Regions from separate parts of the Zea mays genome. Here regions 1 and 2 are each linked to region 3. Evidence: chromatin contacts called from public Hi-C data. All regions are on one chromosome and are shown on one strand. Each heading gives the region's core, a stretch centred on a gene start, on an enhancer-like site or on the middle of the called end of the contact. The rest is flanking DNA. Distances are from core to core; before and after follow the strand shown. Region 1 holds the start of LOC100283482 (somatic embryogenesis related protein). Region 2 holds the start of LOC100284268. Region 3 holds the start of LOC103632209 (formin-like protein 8).

Region 1 (3,019 bases), core at 93-2,592, 250 kb after region 3:
GCAAAAATTGTCCTTTTTAGCTGACACCTTCTGAGCAAGATTGACAACCTCAATGGCACAAGAGGCCCATAAATCCACACCAGCGTTGAAGAAAGCTCTTGTATTGGAAGAGAAAAGCAATGACATGCAGTCAAACACTTGTTCAAAGAGCTCAATAGATTCATTGTCAGGACATGATGTGTTGCTATCAACTCTGCCCAAACCATGACTTGCAACTCGACTAAGGGATTTAAGTAAGTTCAGAGATATTGAAATGGATGGTTTCTTTTCAACACACACTCTCAAAATTGCCCAGCATCTACTATCCAATGCTGGATCAAAAATATGTAGAATCTTTTTACTATTCTCAGGAAAATTTAAGATAGACTGCAACCAGTTTCCAATAAATGACACCAGCCGCAATAGCTGAATGCTGCAGCTTGAGTTATTTGGCAGTGTGGTTAGAAATTCGACCGCTAGCTCAATCTTTCTGCACAAATAAACATGCCGTTGTGAAGATGTAGATTACAAGTGAGAAGATTAGAATAAGGTTGATCTAAACAGGATTCCACAAAATACTCCAGCTTCAGTGCTTCTGTATGAATCAGAAAAATTACATAAGGTACTAATCATGAACATAATATGTCAAATTTGTCCATCTTACTGCTTCTATCATCCTAGAAAGTAAAAAGAGAAAGTACTATTTGGCATACATCAATGCGATTATTGTGCAAAATCAACAAATATAAAGCCAAGCTAAAAATGCTAACAACAAAATTGTATCTCTTATAAAATCCTATTCACACTGAATTAACAAAATCATCTCGTGCATTGTTTATGGCAGTAAACAAGTAATACGCAATCCTCCATTAAAAGAGGCGACTAAAACGATGGAAGCATAATCACATAAACGGAATTCCTAGCCACAGGGTTACATGAGCTAACGTTCACCGAAACAGAAGCAGAAGGGTGACCTTTCGAGCGACAGCTCCTTGCTCTGGAGGGAGAGGACGAGGTCGAGGTGTTCCCACGCGCCCTTGGCGCCGCCGTCGCCGTCGAAGCGAAGTCTAGCGAACTTGAGATCGCTCGGACCCTCCCCTTGGCAAGGCTGCGATTGGTTCCACCGCCGCTTCCTCGCTGCGCCGGGCCTCGCGGTCGCGGCAGCCGTCTCCATGGCAATGGCGTCTGTCATGAGCGGAAGTGGAGGCTAGGGTTCTGGGTTTGGAGGCACGTGCTGCCTCGCCCGTTTGATTTCTCCGTGCCCGAAGACGCGCCGTGAAACCTTCTTCCGCGTCCGACCAATATTAATAAAGCACGAATCTTAAAGATGTGCTAACCAGACTGACCGACCGAGTCACCGTCACGGTCACCGCGGCCCCAGCCCAACCCAGAGCATTCTTGGTCCCGATTTCCTCAGCTCAGGTGCCGGGTTCCCCAGGCACAAGCTACAAACCCTAACCCATCCGGGAGCACCGGAAATTTTGGAGGCTGAAACGGAAAGGGGAGAAGGCGATGACGACGAGGGAGCCGCGCGAGGCGTCCCGGCGCGATGGGCGCGACTCGCACGGGAGGCGCCCCCACTCCTCGTTCAGGTCGCGGAGGGACGATCCCAGGTACCAATCCGCTGCATCCCCCGTCGGATTTCCGATCTGACTGCGTTTTAGTATGGATTAGAATGCTGGTTTTAGCGGGCATCGGTGGTTCTTTCTTGAACCTGCAGTTTCTTACAAGATACAATTTTTCGAATCTCTTTTGGTAGCCCAAGGAGAAGAGATGACAGGAGGCGTGAATCGGACAGGGCGCACCACAGAAGTCGAGATGGAGAATTTTTGGAGGTGGTGGACCATGATCAGAAGCGGAATAGAGATGCTGCGCAGAGCGCTGACCCTCCGAATGCTGAGTCGAAGTCAGCGAGTGATATGAAGAATGGCCCCTCCACCAGGCATGAGAGATCACCTAGGGGAACCAAACGATTTTCTGAGTCGAGTGAGGCATGGCGGCCTCGGTCTTTCTTTCAGGTTCTTATCTTTTCTCAGTGTATTATATCAAAAGGGAATACCACCAATAGCTTCTGCTCTCTATTACAAATTGTTTCATCATAGCTACAAATAGTGTGCTTTGACTATCACGGTTACATACATATGTGCTCACGATGTTACAGAGCTCACTATTTTGGATAGCTAATAGTAATATAGTATTTTATGGAGTTGCTATTTTAGATAGCCGAACAGCAAGTATTCCACATTCGGTAACTTCACCGGTACTGGAAAATGTACCTAACAGATTAGTGTTATTAGGTGGATCCATAGGTCATTATTTGCTTGTGGTCTGGATTGCAAACATCCTGGTTATGACAGCTCTGGTAACTAATGCAATTGTGCCGAGTGTTGTCTAATAACAAATATTGTGTTGATAGTAGAGACATTTAATGTGCCCAAAACATTATAAGTATTCCATGTTTGTGTTATTCTGAATAAATGCTATATATTTATTTTAAGACTCACGGTTAAAGGACTTCTGAGTCGTATGTTAAGAGGCTCTGGAGTGCATATGATTTTTTTAGGATTTGTGTTATCCTATGTAGAATGTAGAAACCGATATTTGAGATAATCAGCTCAAATTAGTACCTATAGGTTCGTTTTCACCCATGTTTAGCTCAAATATTCATTAGCTATCCTCTGTTTGTGATTATGTGTGAACCACTGAACCTGTCGTTGCATTTCTGTTATTTAAGTTCATGAAATGTAGTTTTAGTGTACAGATTAGTTAGATTCATGGATATGGTTTGCCAGCTTTGGTTAACATGAATATACTTGTCTTAATTAATGGTTGCAAGTAACAACTCTAACATTCATATGCATCTTTTGTAGAATCATCTGAAGTGTGGAGGTTGGTCTCTGCATAAAGAATGTTAGGTCATTGTTAAATCATACAAAAATTCTTCCACTTGTCGTACATACATAACACATTCCTCCTGATGTAGTGGGACTTCTTTTATGACACATTGATTCAAATGCCCACTGTTTGTAACAATGTTAGA
Region 2 (3,118 bases), core at 365-2,864, 200 kb after region 3:
ACCCGCCGTGGTAGTCGTGGTCGTTCAGGAACCTGTGCCCGGAATTTTAAAACAAACTCAAATTGCTTCCAGAGGTTGGGTTGATCGAATCGGGATGGATGGATGGATTCGGTCGGCATCATATTCATACGCATACGGCGGCATACCTGGGCGACGCGCCGATGAGTACGAGCTTGGCGAAGAGCTCGGGGCGGCGGATGGAGGCGAGGATGCCGATCATGGCGGAGACGGAGTGGCCGACGAAGGCGCAGCGCGCGATGCGGAGCGCGTCGAGGATGGCGAGGAGGTCGTCGACGTACGAGTCGAGCGTGTCGTAGCGGCGGAAGTCGAAGTGCTCCGGGTTGACGCTGCCGGCGCAGACGAGGTCGTAGAGCACCACGCGGTGGTCGCGGGTGAGGTAGGGGAGCACGCGGCTCCACGCCGACTGGTCCGTGCCGAACCCGTGGGACAGCACCACCACGCGGTCGCCGCTGCCCACGACCCGCACGTTGAGGATCTGCAGCAGCTTGGCGCCGCTCGGTGCGCCGCCGCTGCCCGCCGCCGCGCCGCCCCCGACCATCGCCGCGGCGTCGGAGCTGGACGCCGGCGCCGCGGAGCTGCCGCTGGTGGGGCTGGGTGGGTGCGTGGACCGAAGCATGGATGGGAGGAGAGGAGAGGACTACTGGGGAAGCAGAGCCGTCCGGGTCGCGCTTATATAGCAGCAGCTGGAGCAGAGGCCATGGGGGGATTGTGTGTGCAGTGCAGGGGTGGGGGTGGGTTGGCCTGCTTCTCTTCGCTCTCCGGCTCTCCCTCTCTCAGAAGCAAAGCTTTGCCTCCTTCCTTTTGATCTCCCTCCGGCTCTCCCTCCGTGCGCTGCGTGCCCCCCCTGCTTTATTCCTCCATCTCTCTCTCTCCTACTCCTGGTCCTGGGTAAGGTTTGGTGCTGCAGATTGGATGACGATGAGTTCTCGGTTGTGCCAGCGAGGAACACAAGCCTTCGTTTAGATGCCCAATTATCCAGACCACCACAGCAGCAGCAAACAGTAGTAAAAGGGAGACGCAACAATAATTTTGTGATTTTTCCCCTTAGCAAGAGCTGGTTTTGTACGTTGCCGTGGCTAACTCTGCCATCGCAAACAGCCCAGTGAATCTCCTGTGGGCTGTGGCAGGGCAAGACAACTGGAAGAGGACTCCTCCCTACGCAAGTCGGCAAGTGTAGCGACCAGTCGGCTCGTGCCGATCGAGCTGGGATTCTGTAGTGGATAACACGGGTATGAACCAAACCCAGTAGGGGCTCTCCTCGCTATTGGCAGGGCATCTCCAGCCGGTGGTGAACGCCTTTGTGTTGTTTACTGGCAGCAAGTGGCAAGTTGCTGTGATGGAACGGACTCGAGCCAAAGCCAAAGCCAAGCCACGCACACACAACACACCGGAAAAAGCGGTCGCTTTACCCAATTAGCTGAGCTGATTTTGCCCCACGCACGCCCGGCGGCGGGATGCGTGAATCCCATGGCGCCGCGAGCCCGCGACCCATTGGACGAGAGCTCCCTCCGCCAATCGGAATGGGTCGTCTCCGCTGGGTGTGAGAAAGGTCGCCGACGACGAGGCGCACCCACACCCCAGCAGCGGATAAGAAATGCGGTGGGTCGGGTACCTGCCATAGCACAATCCGTGCCGCATGCTCCTATATGTTCCGCACCAAAATGGCAAAAAGGTTTGGTTTTAGAGACTAATTTTTAGTCCCTCCAATTTATTCCACTTTAGTCACTAAATTGTCAAATATGAAAACTAAAATAGAGTTATAGTTTCCATATTTTGCAATTTATATACTAAAGTGGAATAAAATGGAGGGACTACCTAGTAACCAAACACCACCATGTAACCAAACACCACCATACATAGTAAGAAACTTCGCGAACAATATCGGCACGCTTCTCGAATGAGTTTATTTATAGGCGCTCGCCTACTCCGTGTACTCTACTCGACTACTCGAGCCTGGCCTTGCCTGGCTATATGTGTCGGGCACTTGTAGATTAGCATAGACATAACCATCTGCCAACATATATTCTATTCTTTTACCCCCTTCCGCGGCGCTGTAGGCCGAGACAAAAGCTTCCAACAAGAAGAGTGCATTTTAAGGGATATTGATACCAAAAACGACTCTCTAAACGTAACATACTTTATTATACAGTAGTATAAGTGCAACCTATTAATAAATGTATATACATAATAGAATTAAAAGCACACTTGGTAAGTGTGCATACACACTCCATATCCATATATATGTTGTCTTTTAAAATTATAAAGCCTACATGTTCAAACTGCAAGTGGCGACCTGCATGTTCAAACTGAAACCGTGTATACCTGCATGCTATCAAAGTGGCCCACGGCGTATGCGCTTTTTTAGATTCGAGAATTTTTGATTCGTGCTTCCAGGATTCGTAGAGGTGGTGATGAGGGCCTGATGCGCTTACTGCACGCATCAGGAACCTTTCCATAGGCTCTACTACAAGCTGTAGACTACAGCAAAGACTCTTAGACAATGGAGCTTTGGCATTATTTCGGATGCTATGATTTAACTTCATATGGCTTTAGAGGTAATTCATAGATTTGATATAGCACGGGAGATGAGTACTCTCTCCCTGGGAGAAGAGATTCTAAGGTGCAAACTTAAAAAGAGAATACTCGGCCTTGCGGATATTGAACACGCGCGGAGAAAACAGGCTGTCCGTCTAAATATGATAAAGTTTGGGGACGCCACCACTAGATTTTTCCATCGGAGGATCACATCTAGGCGTCGAAAAAATTTCATACAGTGTCTAGAAGATACAAATGGAAATGGATGGAAACACATGAAGACAAGGCCGCGAAAGTGCAATCCTATTTCAAAAAGTTATTGTGTTGTCCGCTCGCCCCAAAAATAGACTTCAACTAGACGACACTCGGGTTACGGTGTCATGACCTCTATCTTTGGATGTCCGGTTTTCTGAATAGGATATCAAAAGGGCCATTGATTTGTTGCCCTCTGACAAAGTTCCGGGACCTGATGGCTTCACAAGGTTATTTTTTAAGACATGCTGGAACATAATAAAAGGCGATGTCCTCGAGGCGGCCAATGCTTTCCACGCTCTTCGTTGTG
Region 3 (2,874 bases), core at 127-2,626:
TCAGGGGTCGAGCCAGCAGAGAAGCGCGTGCGCGGGGGCGTACGACGGGACCGCGCAGGGGGTGGTGTCGGCGCAGCAATAGCCGTGACCGGAGGAAAGCAGTCGCTGGTGAGGCTGGGGAGGCTTCGGCGGGACGCGGTGGTGGTGGTGGGCGGGCTGGACGCGCTGGCCTCACTCCAGGTTTCGCCGCCAACCCCGCCGCCGCCGGAACCCCCGGAGCGCTGGCGCGGCGTGTAGTATGCATCGTCAGAGGAGCCCATTGTGGCCGCGCGGCGCAGCGGCGGGAGCGGCCGGAGCTCTGGGCTCAGGTTGTCGGTGGGCTCGTCGCGGCGCGCGCGCTCGCTGCGCAGCTTGCGGTACGGGGACCCAATGAGATCGGCGGCGGGGGACCCGTGGTGGCGGCCGGGCGTGGTGGGCTCCACCGTGCCGACGTAGAGGAAGTCAGCGGCCGAGGGCGCCGAGTGGTGGCGCGCGGACCCACGGTCGGGGCCGAGCAGCTTCTGCGAGTCCCCTCGGCGGCGCGCGCGGAGCGCGATGAGGAACGCGCACGCGAAGGCCAGCAGCGCGATGGCCGCGGTCGCGGCCGCCCCCGCCGCGACGATGGTCCCCTTGGCAGGGCCGCCGTGGTGGCCGCCATCACCAGACCCTGACGAGGCGCCGGCCGGGACGTTGGAGGCGACGGTGGTTGGCGAGGACGTCGTCGTCGTACCTCCGCCGCCAGCAGGGGCCACCGGTGGCGTGGGAGGGAAGAAGGCGCCAGGAGGTCCGTCCGGCGTCGCCGGGTCAGAGGAGAAGTCCGGCTGCGGCGATGGCGGCGGGGTCCACTCGATTGGGAACAATGGCTGGTGGAGCAGCCTCCTTGCCCCGCCTCCGCCGACATCGCCGGGCGACGACGCGGCGGCCGGCGAGAGACGGCAGCACAGCAGCAGCACGGTGCACGCTGGTAGCAGCATGACGGTAGTGGGAGGCATTGGCGGTGCAGCAGAAGGAGAAGGGGAAAAAAAAAAGTGAACCGAACGGCCGCGGCCTCGGCTTTCTACGGCGATAACATACAATGCTGCCCTCGGCGACAGTAACATACAATGAGGATAGAGGGAGCGAGCGTGGGAAGGGGAGTGGTGGATGCCGCCATTTTTGGTTCCGCCCGCGAGAGTGACATACAATGCTGCCTAGCCCTCGGCGGGGAAGATCAACCGTGCCGCTCACACGTGGCGCGGCAATCGGCTGCTTTCCGTTTGCTGTTTCCGTTCTTTTTTTTTCGTTGTTCTGTTTCTTCCCCTGACTTTCGCCACTTTGGATCTCACTCGCTCGGAAGAAAAGGAGATCCAATCATAAACTAAAGAAATTCCGGTTGTTCATACACGATTACAACCATGAACCGACGAAGGAAAGAAGGTTCATCGACACACTTTTGGTTGAAAAATGGAGATTTTATTTTGTTGCGGTGCCTTTGCAAATTCGGCATGCACTAAAAACAGGCGAAGGAAGGTTGGTGCTTTGTTCGTCGAGGAGGCAAGGAAATATTCCACACCGGGGCAACTAAACACACATGCTGAAAATGGTACCTGATTCTTTGCTTGCGAACAAAAGCTCGATGTGATCGATCTTCTGGGCAGAAAAAGGTCAGTCTAGTAATACCAGAGAGGTACAATGACGAGTGGGCCTGGTCCGGCTCGCTTGTTAGTTAGAATTCATTCCACTGACGTGTGGGGGCTCCGTGACAGTAGAAGGGCACGCCCATCCTGCTCCGGGCGTGCTGCGAGCCTGCGACTAGTACAATGCGACTGGCCGGTCCGCGAGCCGCCGCGACGAACAACTGATACAGCACGGAGAGCCGAGGACGAGGCAGATTTGTCCCGTGGTAGGCACGCAGCTGCTGTTCGACGCCGTCGCTTGCACGCCCATGCCTCAGCTGCTGTAGCTACCGCCGTTACTTTAGCAATGACACATGGCGTGAACCGCAATGATAAAAAAAAAAAAGCTGCGTCGCGCGAAAGCGGTGGTATTATTCGCGCGCGAAAGCAATGGTATTATATGTGTCGTTGATGCTAGTAAGGGTGCTCTCGCATCACATTGTATCATTCCACCTAGTTGGCCAGCAGGGATCTTGGACTGCTTTACTCGCTTTGCTAGTTAGTGATAGCTTGGCTTTAATCCAAAGTGTATTATACGGTGCTGATCTGGCCGGCCTGCTGGAGTGCTCCTCTCGCTCTCCGCTCGGAGATAGAGAGAGAGAGATTTGTTGCAGATGGTACAGGATAAAAATTCCTGTACCATCTTTGGTACGAGGAAGGCGACATAGGTGTCAAATACAGGTCAGGTCATCATTCAGGGAGAGCTCCCGCGAGTGTGAACATCTAACCAAATGTGGACTTTCTATCCTCTTTCATTTTTAGATAACGTAGAAAAATTTCCGGCTTTCCCCTCAAAAGAGGTTAGGGCCAACACAAATTGTTACATCACACTGCTCTATGAAGGGACATACCTCTTCATATAGCCACACATTAGCACACTAAAGGTTTTTGAAACTTAATAAAACCACTGAGATGATTACAAGGCAATCCTATTAGAAAACCTCCAACCAAAATTAACACAAAATTGCATGGCCACCGATTCCCGACGACGACATACATTCTTTATTAAAACTCCATCAGCTTCATCCTTTTGTAGCTAAGCCCAGAATCTAAGCCAGTGTGTACCTCTGAAAAGAACATGCAGATAAGTAAAACTTGAAACATTATTAAAAACTAAGTCATTCCTACTCATTCAAATAGTCCAGCAAAACACTGAGACACCTGTAATAATAAGACGTTTAGTTTTAAATCAATACCGGTGATCCACATAAATCTTATAAAAAACAAACAAACAAACTGG

Evidence for each region. Hi-C and Micro-C count contacts between places; a contact is called where the count stands out from the background.
Region 1: a contact with region 3 is called in a Hi-C map of endosperm, with 2.6 times the contacts expected there. The contact joins the promoter of LOC100283482 here to the promoter of LOC103632209 in region 3. A contact is called at or near these places in 7 of 25 Hi-C or Micro-C datasets (bundle sheath, ear, endosperm and 2 more).
Region 2: a contact with region 3 is called in a Hi-C map of tassel, with 3 times the contacts expected there. The contact joins the promoter of LOC100284268 here to the promoter of LOC103632209 in region 3. A contact is called at or near these places in 2 of 25 Hi-C or Micro-C datasets (endosperm and tassel).

What each region holds. Positions count from the first base shown.
Region 1 is chr1:22,698,074-22,701,092 of Zm-B73-REFERENCE-NAM-5.0, forward strand. It overlaps LOC100283482 (somatic embryogenesis related protein), which reads left to right and starts at 1,343. Exons shown (of 4, transcript NM_001156382.2): 1 at 1,343-1,592; 2 at 1,739-1,997. The coding sequence starts at 1,492. It overlaps LOC100381737 (urb2), which reads right to left and starts at 1,696. Exons shown (of 12, transcript XM_008645309.3): 1 at 954-1,696; 2 at 1-469. The coding sequence starts at 1,171.
Region 2 is chr1:22,650,071-22,653,188 of Zm-B73-REFERENCE-NAM-5.0, forward strand. LOC100284268 reads right to left here and starts at 1,615. Exons shown (of 2, transcript NM_001370619.1): 1 at 147-1,615; 2 at 1-32. The coding sequence starts at 637.
Region 3 is chr1:22,447,778-22,450,651 of Zm-B73-REFERENCE-NAM-5.0, forward strand. It overlaps LOC103632209 (formin-like protein 8), which reads right to left and starts at 1,377. Exons shown (of 4, transcript XM_008654033.4): 1 at 1-1,377. The coding sequence starts at 1,079.